2 separate regions of the Xenopus laevis genome follow, and region 1 is linked to region 2. A link is a contact called in public Hi-C data. All regions are on one chromosome and are shown on one strand. The core of a region is the stretch at or near the end of the contact, and the rest is flanking DNA. Distances in the headings are between cores, read along the strand shown.

Region 1 (2,898 bases), core at 209-2,708, 70 kb before region 2:
CCAGATTAACAGAATAACATTATTCCTAGAAATTCACACTGAAACTGTTCTGTTGCATGGTCCCTGTCTTAGCACTAGAAGGCAGCAACTAACAAGGAAGCCCTGGCATACAGAATACTGTAGGTATCCAATTTGGGATACACACACACATTAAATAAGATAAAGCCAGATTTAAACGAAAAAAAAAAACTGGGTCTGTGCTATAGAATATTCCAGAGTTCTCTTATTTCATTCGTGGGGATGTGTAAACATCACTTTGAATGAAGATCCATATACATACATGTGTGTAAGAGAGCGTGCATTTAGAACAGCAAGGTTGTAAGTATTCTGACCTTTTATTAGGGAGAATCTGGCCCTGACCCTTGTATGAAAAATGCTAATAAAACAGAAGGAGAATACTACACATTTAAAAGTATATTTGTTCATTACAAATGTTCAGCGGTTTTAATGTTATATGTAAAACTGATACATGTTTTAGATTATATGTTCAATACTGTCTAGGTTCCATTTCTAGCATCCCAAAACCTGCACTTGAGATTGCAGGACTTGTAATTCAGCAATGCTTGAAATAGCACTATATGGGAAGGAGCACTATACGGATTAATATGAATACAGAAGTATCAGTAGGACCTGCTATCATGAACTCTAGAGCTCTCTGCAAAGAGGAACTAGGAGGAAAGCTTTTATTTATAGTTAACAGAAAGGGGAATTTATTTTTCCTAATAAAAACAATGATGTGACAATATGAATACAGTGAAACCTCGATTTTAAGTACCCTGATTTTAAGTTTTTCCGCATTTTACATTTTTTATTTGTGGTCCCACCAATTTATAATGCATTTCAATGGGTGCATTTCCTTGATTTTAAGTAATGTTTTCCCGGATTTTACATCAAAATTTTGTCCTGATGTACTCAAAAACTGCTTTTTTCCCCTCTATAAATGTTATTTGTGTAACAAAGAGGTTTAAAATACTAACCAGATGTATATTTTGGTTCTGCCTGTGAATAGTCAATTTCAATTAATCTGCCCCTTACACAGTCCTGCACCAATCACTTATTGCTTTAGGTTGTGTATGTGACTGACAGAGAGGCAATGTACATGCCCCCCATAGTGTAACATTAACACTGCAATGTTTAACCCTTTGGTATTAACACAGTAAATATTGTATCTCAAAGTAAAACAGACTCCTGTGCTTTTCCGTTTTCCCAGATTTTACATAATTTTTTCCTGGTCCCCTGAAAAACGTAAAATGGGGGTTCTACTGTATAAGCACTGTATAAGGAACACACCCAGACTGGGAACAAAAAGAAAATTCCACTAGTGGCGGGAGAAAGAGGAATGTATCTATCTATATATACCAGTATCAGATTCTCAATTATGTACAACAGGCCAGAAAGGGGGTCATTTCTGCTCTCTATGAGATCACAGGTCCCATTTAGTCTGTTGTGATGCTAATTTGGTATAAGGACTAGATTGACAGATGGAGACGCCCTCTTACCCACGCTTGGCTTGTTACTTTGCCTGATGGAATAAGGGAGCTCAGGGAAAAACTTTCCCATGGTTATAAATACTCAATGTACTGCTTGTGTTGCAGGGGCATGCCACATGAGTCACAAGCTCAGAAAGAATTTATGAGTTTAAAGCAAACAGTTTTTGTTTTGTGGCTTCAAAAGCAAAATCGCCTAAAATCTCTTTTAAAAGTGGTCTAGCAAAGACTGATATAAGCTGGTCGGTTATTTGAAGATCATCTCTATAAAATGTAAAATAAAAAACAAACATTTTTTAAAATTCTATACCAATCAGCAGTCCCTTTCATGCTTTGTTATGATGTGCTAACAGCCAGTTGTGCTACAAAACAATAGTAATTAGGAAATGTATTTACTAGAGCACAGGGAGAGCAGTATCTGGCAAGCACAGCATGCTAACATTCATTAGACTAGTATGGATGACTTGTAAAAGGCTCATATGGCCGGAAACATTAATGGCATCTGACCTGCTCATCTGGAACAATGGAGCATTTTCAATTAAATATGGCAAGACTCGCAATACAGCCTAGAAATAACCTATGGAATATTAAATATGATTTAATGTAGATCTAATCCATCTCGAAGCACTTAGAACAATGCACGAAACATTTCATTACTTCAGATTGACTGCTTCTTTAATGCACTGAAGGATAATGGTATAATTACAATAAAAAATTGCATCCACAGATTTGGGCCATGCTTTGTCTTTATCCAATATCTCTTTTGTCTGCCTTTAATAGATTTAGACTATAACCAATCACATACGATCTAATAACCTCATAGGCATCTGCTATTCAATAATAAAAATGATTGCCAATTGGTTCTAGACCCTGAAGCAAGATGAGATTTCACAAAAGACAAGTGGGCTGTAACTGAAGCAATAAAATTATTTTTTGTTCTGTGTTTATATATACAGAGACAATTGCACAGATTAATACTATGAACATTAAATTAGTTGTGTTAAGGTATAAATCTGAAACTGCCTAGCTGCTGCTTAACTACAACCCTGGAGCATCTCAACTGGTGGGAGTTAACAATGCAAAGGTAGCAGATATATGCTGTAGAAAAAGTAGCACTGACTACGGTCAGACATCCATATGTAATAAAAGACACTAGGTGATGAAACGCATAGCAACCAATACGATGTTAGGTTATTCTACGAATCTACGAGAAGCAAATTTGTCCCTTTTATTACATAATCATAAAACACAGAGGTGACCCATGGTTGTACAAACGCAACTGAATCACATAATAGTATAAAGAGAGAGAGAGAGCCTTGTACAGAGACCAAAGGGTTTGGGTATGATAACAAGTTGGAGATTTTGCTGCAGTGCTATTGACCTGTACGGTTCCCTAAGAGACCAACCTGTT
Region 2 (2,700 bases), core at 96-2,595:
ATATGTTAGGAAATGTAGGGGAGAAGCCGGTTACCCCCCCAAAAAAATTATGCTCTTTTGTAGCCTAGCACCCTGAAAAAGGAAAATGCCAGCGTTTTTTGAGACTTAGAAGTTTTTTTTGAGGAAGTCCTATCTACTCAATTGCCTGGTCTGAGGTGGTGAAGGCAAGGCTGGCGCAAGAGGCAACGTTCAGTCTGCAGCTTAGTGAATTTGCGTAGTTACGTCCATTCGCCAGAGCGCAAATTAGCCTGCCGTTAGGGAGTGAAGTACCGCTAGAGTCTGTCTCCTTCGTTAGCGAAGTTAGCAAAGCGGCGAAGTACCGCTGGCGAATTTTCCCCCGCGTTAGTCGCTTCACCCTTTAGTAAATTTGCCCCATTGACTTGATGTGGGACTGGGTTGAATTGTATATTAGGCCTGTGACTCCACTAGAAGGCTTACCCCACACAGTTAGATGTGATTGACAGGAAAGACACTTCACTGCTCAATAGTTTCACCCACAATACGATCTCCCACACTCCACATGCCAAGAAGTTCTGCAGCAGCTAGCAGTTGGATCATAACACACTATAAACTGCCCATGAGATGTGCAACCCACGTGTGACTAAATATGCTGAGTGGGAGCTGCACAACGCTTTCACTTATAGGAACATCAGCAGAGATAAATGCAGCCCACAACTCCCAGCCACTGCTCCATACCAGCCACTGCTCTGCCCCAGCCAACTGGGTGCCCACCCCCCAAGAATACAATCCCCGGCTCCACTTACCGAATACTCGCACCCATCCCTGCTGCTGGCACACCGACTCCATAAGGATCCTGTCCAGAATTCCCCCCGCTCCCCCGGGAGAGTCCAGATCCTCTGGGAGGGAATATCTGTCCTGGAAGAAGTCATGTCCGGATATTACCGAATCCCCGCTGGGGGATAAATCCATCATGAACATCGCAGGCCCGATCTAATGCTCTGCCCCGAGCTCCCCAGGGAGAGGAATCCGGGGCACGGACTGGTTCTGTAGGAGAGTCCCTAGCATAGAAACCCTACAGCTCTGCTGGGCGCAGGATGACAATACACGAGGTCACTTTACAGACAGCGTAGAGGTAAACGCCTCTCTCTCGCTCTCTATGTAGGGGATAGACGAGGTGGAAGCGACACGGTGCCTTTATATATAACCTCGTCACACGTCACTGAGCCCGTGTTCCGCAGCCCTAAGCGCCAAGTACACGTCGTCAAGGCAACCGGACTGCACGAGGCGGCGCTCGGGTCTCTTGGACCGGCTGCACTAGCCGCTGCTCGAAACTCCTAGCCTCCAGCATCAGCGGCATCCCTGGGAGATAGACACGAGCAATCAATCGCCAAAAACATACACCATGGGAGGAGTTTGTAGCTTAGGGAACCTATGGGAAAACTGGCAAATAGATAGCTAATAGCATCGATCAGGATGCGCAGTTTAGGGGCCCTCTTGTGGCCGGGATAAGTAATGGAATAACTAGTGTGAGGTGCAATAGCGTCTTGTCTGCTGCAACGAGGTGCAATGAGCCTATCACATACAGTGAATTCACAATTAAAGGGGTAGTTAAACTTCAATCTGAATTTAATATGTCATAACGTTTTCTATTCTTAGCAAAAGTCCATCTGCTCTTTATTAATGACGTTCCTTCCTTTTCCTGCTTTCATGCAAGAACTCCTGCTGCTGGAGGATGCACGACATGGGCAGCATTAAGTTTCGTACCCTTATCCAATCCAAATCACCCTTCTCCATTAAACACAATCTGGACACTCATGAATGGATTGTAAAAGGCCATACCCGCTTTTTATTACAAAATAATTTATCATATAATTGCAAATGTCCAATATCTTAATATCACAAACTGTCCAGCGGGATCCCCACCCATAGCGCTGAAGGCTGCTGCAATGGAGATCCCTTTGTAAATGGATATCCGCATTCTGAGGCTATTCCCCTTGTTGTCTTTTTCTTCTTTATAGTGGCCAATATCCCCCAAAACTCTCAGCCTCAGACCTACACATCTTCAGCCATGGGCGTTCTGGCATGAAACCTCATGCCGGACGCGCCCCCCAAAACCTGCAGCATGGCCCTTTCAATCCCTTCTGCTAAATTTATATTAAAGGGATCCTGTCATCGGAAAACATGTTTTTTTCAAAACACCTCAGTTAATAGTGCTGCTCCAGCAGACTTCTGCACTGAAATCCATTTCTCAAAAGAGCAAACCGATTTTTTTATATTCAATTTTGAAATCTGACATGGGGCTAGACATTTTGTCAATTTCCCAGCTGCCCCTGGTCATGTGACTTGTGCCTGCACTTTAGGAGAGAAATGCTTTCTGGCAGGCTGCCATTTTTCCTTCTCAATGTAACTGAATGTGTCTCAGTGGGACATGGGTTTTTACTATTGAGTGCTGTTCTTAGATCTACCAGGCAGCTGTTATCTTTTGTTAGGGAGCTGCTATCTGGTTACCTTCCCATTGTTCTTTTGTTTGGCTGCTGGGGGGGGAAAAGGGAGGGGGGTGATATCACTCTAACTTGCAGTACAGCAGTAAAGAGTGATTGAAGTTTATCAGAGCACAAGTCACATGACTGGGGGCAGCTGGGAAATTGACAATATGTCTAGCCCCATGTCAGATTTCAAAATTGAATCTAAAAAAATCAGTTTGCTCTTTTGAGAAATGGATTTCAGTGCAGAATTCTG

Evidence for each region. Hi-C and Micro-C count contacts between places; a contact is called where the count stands out from the background.
Region 1: a Hi-C map of the XTC cell line shows a contact between it and region 2, with 6 times the contacts expected there. The contact joins the enhancer-like site here to the promoter of rasal2.S in region 2. A contact is called at or near these places in 2 of 4 Hi-C or Micro-C datasets (the XL177 cell line and the XTC cell line).

The regions. Positions count from the first base shown.
Region 1 is chr4S:79,208,406-79,211,303 of Xenopus_laevis_v10.1, reverse strand. The region is part of intron 1 of rasal2.S (ras GTPase-activating protein nGAP); the gene reads right to left. Among protein-coding and RNA genes, the nearest start is that of rasal2.S, 70 kb to the right of the region's middle. Within about 2 kb of position 1,458, at least 1 of the 7 cell types and tissues checked has an H3K27ac peak or open chromatin away from gene starts, as enhancers often do.
Region 2 is chr4S:79,138,661-79,141,360 of Xenopus_laevis_v10.1, reverse strand. rasal2.S (ras GTPase-activating protein nGAP) reads right to left here and starts at 1,345. Exons shown (of 18, transcript XM_018260953.2): 1 at 765-1,345. The coding sequence starts at 939.